2 separate regions of the Drosophila melanogaster genome follow, and region 2 is linked to region 1. The links are chromatin contacts, called in public Hi-C maps. All regions are on one chromosome and are shown on one strand. Each heading gives the region's core, a stretch centred on a gene start, on an enhancer-like site or on the middle of the called end of the contact. The rest is flanking DNA. Distances are from core to core; before and after follow the strand shown. Region 1 overlaps Gfrl (Glial cell line-derived neurotrophic family receptor-like). Region 2 holds the start of MtnD (Metallothionein D).

The links. Hi-C and Micro-C count contacts between places; a contact is called where the count stands out from the background.
Region 2: a contact with region 1 is called in a Hi-C map of the Kc167 cell line, with 2.0 times the contacts expected there. The contact joins the promoter of MtnD here to the enhancer-like site in region 1. A contact is called at or near these places in 12 of 107 Hi-C or Micro-C datasets (the Clone 8 cell line, the Kc167 cell line, the Ras3 cell line and 5 more).

The regions. Positions count from the first base shown.
Region 1 is chr3R:20,444,330-20,449,228 of dm6, reverse strand. All of the region lies in intron 3 of Gfrl (Glial cell line-derived neurotrophic family receptor-like), which reads left to right. Among named protein-coding and RNA genes, the nearest start is that of Gfrl, 38 kb to the left of the region's middle. Within about 2 kb of position 2,973, at least 2 of the 39 cell types and tissues checked have an H3K27ac peak or open chromatin away from gene starts, as enhancers often do. A contact at or near this core is called in the Kc167 cell line, where this site is marked.
Region 2 is chr3R:20,532,551-20,537,218 of dm6, reverse strand. MtnD (Metallothionein D) reads right to left here and starts at 2,257. Exons shown (of 2, transcript NM_176518.2): 1 at 2,178-2,257; 2 at 1,918-2,111. The coding sequence starts at 2,202. The coding sequence ends at 2,002. MtnE (Metallothionein E) reads left to right here and starts at 2,515. Exons shown (of 2, transcript NM_001300498.1): 1 at 2,515-2,609; 2 at 2,690-3,198. The coding sequence starts at 2,585. The coding sequence ends at 2,790. Stat92E (Signal-transducer and activator of transcription protein at 92E) reads left to right here. Exons shown (of 8, transcript NM_001275828.1): 7 at 1-25; 8 at 674-1,896.

The DNA of each region.
Region 1 (4,899 bases), core at 1,724-4,223:
GGTTAATGCGGTTGAGCACTCGCATGCCTTCACGCTTATCCCCCCACCACCCATTGCCCCTCTTCCATCTCACATCGCTCCGAAAAAGCAAATATTTCATGTTATTTACCTAGGTGCGCCACTTTCGTTAATTGTATGCAAAAAAGTTGCCAACCTTATCCCCTCCCACCACACTATGGCACACTCTCCGTGTGTGAGTGAAGTGAAGTTTTTGGCTCAGGTTTATTCGCTACAACAACTTTCGGGTGGCTGGTTCAATTACAAACCCCTGGCCCACGGCCCACAGCCCACAGCCCACGGCCCATCGCATATCGCCTGCCGCACTATTTCCGCTCTAAAATTTGAGCCAACTTGCCGTTGCCAGCTGGGCTCCTCTTGGTTTAGTACTGTTTCAGCAAAGCAAAACCTGTTCCTGCGACGTTGCTGCGCCTCACTTAGTAAATAAATTGGCAATCGCATTTAATGTGAGTTTATGTGCGTCGATACCTTGGGTCGACTGCTCGGCTCGGCTCCTCTACTCTGCCATTTGGTAGTTATTTCTTTTTTTTCGGTTTCTTGGCTCGTGCTCATGTGCAAATCGTAAATTCACGTTAATGCCGAAATTTCACGTGATAATGACGTGATTACCTGGCGCACACACACACACAGGCCCACAATGTGGCGATCCATGCACATGTCTCCATGTCCCCATGTCCTCATGTCTCACCATGTCGCCTGCCTATCCTTGTCTGCCAGGACTAGGGGCATAAATACGTAACATCCAACTGGGAACTTGGTACTGGTAACTGGTAACTGCTAACTGGGAACTGGTAACTAGGAACTCACTCCGATGGCAGCTCAACTGAAAAATGAGTGCCCCTAAAATAGTTGCAATGCATTCAACTGAATCGGAGTGCGGTGGTAGTCCTGGCCGGGAATTTCTGGTTAGGCCCAAGCGTAAAATTGTTGGCGTAGTTCCCAAGTGCTGTTCAATGAGTTGGAGTTGAAATTGCTGCAATTGTTCAGTGCCACCGCTCCATTCGTCGTAATCCATTCCCAATTTAAATGGCAAAGGGGTTCTGTTCTGATTTTTTTTAAAGCGTTGCCTAACTGTCTCAAAGTTTCTTTGCAATCGCGTAATTTGGCCGTATTCTTTGCGTTTTATTTGCAACTTTTTAATTACTTTTGAGTAGCGATTTGAACTTTGCGCCTGTCGCCCGTTTACACTCTAATTAAGCGGCCCATTCAAGGGCTCTGTATTTTGTATTTATATCCTTTTGCTCCTGCTCCTGTTTCTTATCGCGCCAAGTAAAAGAAGTTCTCGGCTTTTAAATGCAGCTGTCGCAAGTTGGTGGCGCTTTAAACGTTCGCTGGCATTTCCGTTTCCGTTAAATCGCTCCTAAGCCAGTTTGTTAGTTTTACCTTGACATTTTATGCAGTTTTTCTCGGTGTTATATGTATGTATTTTTTCTAGCTACCTTTTGTGTGCCTTTGTTTTGCTTGTTACCTGCGCGCAATTTTTTCTAGGTACACAGAAAAAATAATCTTAAAGAGATTACGAGATTATGATACCACCTAACTTACATTTGGATGTATAAATAAATTTTCTCATAACTTAGGTCTAGCCAGTTTTCACTTTAGTGGAGTGTTAATAAATTTGTTAAGTTAAATAAATTAACTTACAAAAAAAAAAAAAAAGTTCAAAGAATATCGGTTTCTGACTTCATTCTTTGTGGTCAATCTGGGACATGCCATTATTTAGATACTTTTTGTTTCAGCTACATAAATTGTATTTATTTTGTGAACAACAAAAGAAGTACGCGAAGGTACGCAACTCCAAAGTGAATTATTTCGCCGTGTGTAGTGGCGATGGCAGCAGCTGCTTGTGGAACAACTTTAACATTATTTGCTTTGCTGCAACACTCCCCCGCACCCTGCTCAGCGATCCGTGGCCTTTGTTCGTCTCCGGACTCCTTTCACTTTGAGTTCCCCGCTGTCCGCACCCGAATCATGAATCATTTCTGCCGCTGCACCCACCAACTCCCATCAGCTCCTGCCGTCCTTTTGGCCACATCTAAGTGTTGTTTAATGCAGCTTTTCAACTCATTCGCTTTGACATACACGTGTGTGCCGTGTATGGTTCTGGGTTCCGGCTTCCACTTTCAACTTTCTACTTTTTATTTGCCAACCTTCCAACCTTGGTGCCTTTGCATGTAGCATCAGATTTGCTTATGCAAATGCGTCGCCGAGAAGGGGATTTGCCATTTGCACCGCTCGTCCTCGATCGAAATGTTTACGGTTTCTATTCGAAGAGGGCTGATGTCATAGCTTGTCGATGGCCAGTTTAAATAATTGCCACCGCAATAAATTATTAAATCAACAACAATTACTCACTGGCCGGCCAAAGGGAATCAATCAATGCTTGTGGGGGAGTCGAAAATCGAGTGAAATTAAGTGATGTGGAGTGGAGTGGATTCATAAGCTGACAAAATGCCAGCTCACTCCATGCACCGTAGGTGTATTATAACGAGTTTCATGACAGCAATTATGCGAGGTCGGCACCGCACTCCTCCGCACACACACAAACACACACTCCCGCACATATGAATACTTATTATTACGCATACGCAGTGGTGCCGGAGCAGGCTAATGTGTGGTTTGGGCGTTGCTTTTCGAGGGCTTTGTAATCGATATTACAATGGCATTGTGTTAGGGCCTCGATATGCTGGCAGTACAGGTATTTTTTCAGCCTTTTTATCGCTCCCTGCACCGCGTTCAATGGATCTGGGCGTATAATCGAAGGGTCGTGTTTGCCCGGGGGAGTTGACAATGCATGTTTAATGTACTTTGCCAGTAATTTGTTATTAATAATACATGAGCTGCATGTTGCTGCTCGCCGCCTGAGATTTTACCATATGCCAGTGCAATCGGCTTTGGCTTTAACTCTGGCTCCCACATGCAATCTATACGTATTGTAATATTTCGTTGCCTACTTTCCTGCGTTCCCCCTTTGATTTCACTTCGATTTCAGTTGAGTTCAATTCGTTTTGATTCCGTGTTACATGTCGGCAGTTTGCCATGTGCCAGCTGCCTGACAGCCAGATCACCCAGCCAGCTGCTGTTGGTACACTTTATGTCATTTTTTGATTTATGTGTGATTAGTATTGGCCGTCCTTCGTCTGTTCGGCTGTCAGTCGGAGCCCAGAATGGGGCAAGTGAGATTTTCCATTTGTCTGGCTCTCTTGCCAGTTGTCATTTCGTATGAATACATTACAAAATCCGAAGCCTGTCTCCGCTTCACCCGCTTTCAGCAGCTCTCGGTTGACTTTTTGTACCAGCACCAGTGCAGCTGTGGAAGTCGAGGTCGGATTCGGTTTCACTCCTTGAATTACACGCCTCGATGTTTCTGTAAAATGTGCAAATGAAGTCGCCGTAAGAAATTCCCAGGCTGACACACATGGAGCGAGAGATTTGAACAATATAAACAATGACAGGCCATAAAATATGCAAGCACCCTAAATACCTGCAAGGCCCTAGGTGGTTTCTGATTCAGTTTCAGTCCTTGTGAGTCCCTCGATTCTACCATCCTGGCATCCTTTCATCCTTCGACTGGGAACTGTGTTTGCTTGCCCAATTCCGATTGCTGATGTAAATGTCGGAATAAATAATATATACACTGTGCTGTGCCTTCAATTTCATAACGCAGCGCAGTTTCGTGACTTTAACGAGGCTTTAATTTCAGAGATTATGGATTTAATCCGCTTTTAATTACAGGCAATGTTACTGCTCTGCTGCTCCTGCTGCCGATGGTTGTGTATAATTAAAGTATCAAATGTGTTAATTGATTATGCAATTAGCGGACCGGGCGTGTTAGTTAATTAAGCGGCGATGAATAAATTTATGGTATTTATATATCCATCAATGGGCTCCACTTACAATCGCCATGATTGGAGAAGAGGTTTATTAAATTACGAATGCCCGCAATTGAGAGCACTTGAACTATTAGTTTATTTGCCGTAAGCATTCATTCATTCGCATTCAGATGGGAAACTCCTTGGGTTCCTCTTCCTGTTTCCTGCTTTCTCCTCTCTCGCTCCTCCTTTCTCCTCCTTCTCCGGGCTTCTTTCTTTTCGTTTTGCTGCTCTGCTCCGCTGTGCTCTCATTTATTCATACGTGCGCTTATTGCAATGTTCATTGCTTCATATTCATTATGGCAATGGAGCAATGTGCGTTCGCTTCTCCAGACAAGAGCACGTGTGTGTGTGTGTGTGTGTGTGTGTGTCCGATACGTTCGATAATCCAATAAATATTTATGAAGCACTTTATTGGAACAACACTGAATTACTTTATGGCAGACGTATGTATGCATGCCCGTTCATACGGTATACACACGTGTCTACTGCTGCCATATGCAGCAGATCCTGGAGCAAAATCGGCAGGAGCAGGACCAAAAAACTAACAACCAAGCAGCAGCTACATGCGAATCATGCGATTCATGCGGGCCAGGAGAACAGTCGGAGTGGAGAAACAAAAAAGGAACTATATATTCGGCATTTGGTGAAGTGCTGCTCGAGTTGCTGCTGCTCCTCCACATATTGCTCATACGCACCGGGGTGCGCTTTGATGCGGTCACTTTGGCCAGACGTAGCTTGTTGGCGTTTTGGTTTTTAATATTTTTAAGAGCCCGGTCTGTGTGCCCAACTGCCGTCCAACACTAATTGCCTCTCGTTCACCATAAATGAGTTCTTGTCGGTGTGTGCATGTGGCCAGCACTCATGTTTAAATTATAGACTGTCGACTCAAGTGATTTGGAGGTAAACTGCTGCTGCAGTTTGTTGACCCAATTAATCTGCCGAACACTAAGCACCTGGGCCAAGACGGTCTATATCTATGCACAGTTCGCATTGTTAACTTACCGTC
Region 2 (4,668 bases), core at 1,008-3,507, 89 kb before region 1:
GCATCGTAGTGGAAGGTTTTGTTTGGTATGTATTTTATCTCTTGATATTTATTATTTCACCACCAAACACAATTAAGCGCACTAAGATTTTGCTAGGCCTTCGGGTCAGATCGAAAAAGAACGAAACAAGTTGTATTCAAATGTTAATAAGCAAGTGAATAGATACAAAAAAATATATATATTGTCACGAAGAGGTTTATTATGCTACGTACTAAATGTTCGCGATTGTCCAGTTAATTGTTAATCGTATTTTGAGCGTTATTCGTCGTTTTATGCTATATACAAACGTTATACACAAATAAACTAGAGAAAGGATATGGATTCCGGCACGGAAGTTAGCTGGTTTCAATGGTCATGGATCCGTTTGCTTTTTAAGACTAGCTAGAAGAGTTGAGACTTCTTTTAAGACTAGCTAGAAGAATTGAAACTTCGTACAGGGAACGAAACAAATTACGAATTTACATGCAGAATATCTATATATATTTATATACGTATATATGTACACAAGCGCTTTCTTGCCGCAGATGGTGAAACTATTTTTAAAAACCAACTTAGCTGCGTATTTTAAATGTTACTCGTGTACCTACTACTTGCGACTAAAAACTATTAAGAACTATTTTCGTAGGTTTTCGTTTATACATTTTATATTGAACTCTTACCTTTTTCCTTGCAGCTTTTTGTGAAACGCCAAAACACAAGAACAACATCAACATCAATAAGATCTAGCCGATCAATGCATGCAAATTGAGCACCTCAACACAAACACCTTCAGCTCACAGCCAGAACATTGTCTATATAATATATCGTGATTATGATTGTGTCTGACTTATGCAAAATTTAGAATTTCTGTGTTGTATAAACCTTTGGAATGTGTCCGCACGTTGTTTTATATTTTTATATATATCTTTTATATATGTATACATATGATTTCAATTTGTGCACTATGACGTGTTCGTCTGTGACAAAGCATTACGTTTAGATGATACTGACAAAATAATCGGTTTAGTTAGTGAGTAACTATTTGTTGAATCTAAATTTTTGATTTTGATTTTAATTTTATGGCCTAATTTTAAAACTTTGATATACAATTTAATTCGCGTGCTAAGCCTATGTTAAACGAAAGTGGAAAAACAATCAACGAGAGCAGCAACGCAGGGATTGATTGCTTTAATTTTAGTTATAATCTAAGTAAGATTGAATTGCTTTATGTAACCCCATCCTTTATTGGCTTCCAATGCTGAAAATGCGCAAAAATTTGAACTAATCAATGTATATTTTTTTGAAACTTGTTTGTTTGAGTCATCAGGGCAGAGTTTGCAATGCATTTCAAATGCGCCACATGCGATTGCCTTTTTAGTCAGCTATTAGAGACACGAGGACCATATTACGTTTGTTTGAGAGATCGTAAACATAATCATTTATGTATGTAAACAACAACAATAACACAATACTACACTTAGCTTTGTACGTGAACCTTAAGAATTTTATAAGACTTAAGTACACCCCAAATAAATATACAATTCAATAAACTTGAAACACTTAAATGCGAACGGGAGCGGATTTCCTTTTGTGTACTCACAATTTGCGAAATCAAATGTAATACTGTGTACGTAATGTTTTAATGTTTAATTGTGAAAGCTATTGCACACACACACATTCCCCAAAAACTATAAACAAACAGCACAAAACACACAAATACACACGAGAGAAGCTCGCCAAAAACAATGTTGATATTTGGATACTATTATTTGATTGTCCTGTTCTCACGGTGTACTTGAACTAAATGTGTACATTGTGTAAGTGTTTTAAATGTAATTTCGAACGCTAATTGGGTGTGCAATTTCTAAAGCTAATGTGGGAAATAACTAAAGAACTATTCTTGTCAAAATGGCCAATAAAGATTTGATTTTAAACATTAGTTTCAATTGATTGTGTATTTTATTTCGTTGTCATGCCAAAGGGTCTTTCATCACACAGATGAGCTCGAGATGGGTCCTGTATCTAGTTTTTGGTGGAGCAGCACTTGTCCTTGGGTCCGTTCTAGCAGGAGCACTGGCACTGCTGGCTGCAGGCGCAGTTGTCACCGCACTTGGTGGCGGAGCACTGGCAGTCTGAGGATTAAGTAGGGAAGTTAGCAACCGCACTTGTTTAACTAGTATGATTACTAGTACACTCACTTGTTCCACAAGCCTTGCAACCCATTTTGTGTTAAAATATTTTGTTGTTGATTATATTAAAATAAACTTGATTCACTTAGCCGTTAGCTAGCACTGTTTGATGACTGTCGACTGGCGGTCCAGCATTCTTATAGAGCTTTCACTGCTTTGCGCACCAAAAAAATCAATTCCTGTTATCAGGGCGTGTGCAAATCGCTTTATCATCGCCGGGCAGAAAAATGCTTTTGCGCACGCCGATCGACTTGCACACGGCTTTCTTATCTTATCGGGCAGAACGGCCCACAGTTTCGATTGGACTGGATCGGGTATAAAGAGGAGGATTTCCCAACCAGAAGGCATCAGCAAGTTCAACAAGCTTCTAAGACTCGGAATTACCGCAGTAAATAAACAAAAAACAAATCAACAAGATGCCTTGCAAGGGATGTGGAAACAGTGAGTACCAGTCACCCCAAGTGGGAAAACTTATATTTTATAAAGTAATACTAATAGAATGAACTCTCCACCTCTACTAGACTGCCAGTGCTCAGCCGGAAAGTGCGGAGGTAACTGCGCCGGAAACAGCCAATGCCAATGCGCCGCCAAGACGGGAGCCAAGTGCTGCCAGGCCAAGTGATGGCCGGATCCATTTGGATTAGGTTAAATAGTCTCTAATAGTTGTTACAAACCCCTGCCTGACGCTGAATAAAACCCATTATAATGTTGTGCTTATCTTAATTTAATATTACTATTAATTATTGCGAAATGTTGCACTTTAAATCCTTTCAAAAATTGAAACAGAAAAGCTTCGTTATTGCAAATTGTTACCTTCTTAATCCAGGTCGTCATGCAGTTAACAGTGATTCACATTTTTTGGCAACAATATTGAATCCTTAACATTATAAATCGTATTATAAATTTATTGTGCCTGCTTCTAAAGTAGACTTTAGAGCTACTCATGCATAAAAGTAGAAAATAACTGAAAAAATGTTCAGGCATTTGTGACGGAAGTCTTCATTTCAGGCCCCACTTTGGGCATAAGTTTATAATCTACGGGGTTTATTTAATTTGCAGCGAAGCAAAACAGCTCGCTACCACTTTCTATGGCCCATTTAGCCAAGTGTGGTTAGTGTGGTTGGCTGTGGAGCAGGTGCGTTAGTTGAAGGGCCATCAGCCGACAGAGAAGGGGACTCGAGTCGCCGCAGTCTTTAAATGTGCAACTTGGAGGGGCCTCTGCTGGCAGTGGCGAGCAGCGAATGCATGTCTGAGTGCCACAGTCGTGTCCTTGCCACACTGCTCGGAGGAGTCCTCTAGGATGCGTGCTGTAAACAGGTTGAAATGGCAGGATGGCGCAGGCAAGTGGTTAAACATCTGGCAGATTGAAAGCCGAGAATGACACGCTCTCTGTCTGTCTGTCAATTCGCATCCGAAAGATGCATTAAGCGCGCTAATTGCAGTTGACAATCTTATTTAACAGGCAGTCGAATTTGGGGAACTGCCGGTTCCGGAGTCCAAGGTAATCTAGTTGGATATCCTAGGAGCTTGGCTCTTGGCCGAAATTCCCATTTCAGCGATTTAATATCGTTAAGCGGCGGAAATGGAATCGCGCCAGGTAACTGCTCACTGCTAACTGATTTTTGCTTTGCCGGTCTTTTCCGCCAAGTCATCAAAGTTAATTCGTATGGGTGGAAGTTTGAGCTATGATGTTTTTACAGCCATTTCCCGCTTCGAAATGCCAGTCAGCCATTTTCCCTTGTTTTGCTCTATTTGCTTTGTTTTGCTTCCTGGCCGGAAATTCGTGTCACACCATTTGCCAGCTGCTGCCTGATAAAGTGACACGTCGACATTGAAAGTTGCAGGCTGCAAGTGGGTCACGCGATGCGTTTAAATCTCGGCTTAGGGGGCGCATACGCGGTCAAAGCAGTGACGCACACGGGACGTATACGCGATGAGCACTCTTAAAGCGCAAACGCAAACAGTTAATTACGACATTAAGTTTTCATGTCGCAGCGAAGTGAAACGGAGCAAAGCGGAAACAACTGCAATGCGGGCACTTCGTGAGGACTTTGTCGCCAGGCGAAAGGCGAAAAAGGACGAGGCGCCCGGCGCATCACTTATGCATAAGAACATTTTAACTTTTCGCTGGCCACTTTCGACCCTCGACGGGATCAGGGTTAAGGAATAAGGGATCGGGTAATGCAGAATATACGCTACGGTACACGGTATTCCGGAAACAGGGGACAAAGGACACGGGCTCGTGTTTATCTTTGCGTGTGAATCTCGCCTCCTGGCGACAGTGTAAAGTTGCTCTACGGTGAAATCAAATTATCCACACAAGTGGCGAGAAGTTTTTGGCAGGCAACGAAACATAAATTAATGAAATGCACAAAAGCTGTGAAGCCATCGTGGTGTCACCCGCCCGCCCGTTTTGTGTGCAAATATTCTTAATAATTTATTACAATTTGTTTGCTAAGCGCTTCGAAACTTTCTTGAACTTTTCAACATAAATTAACAG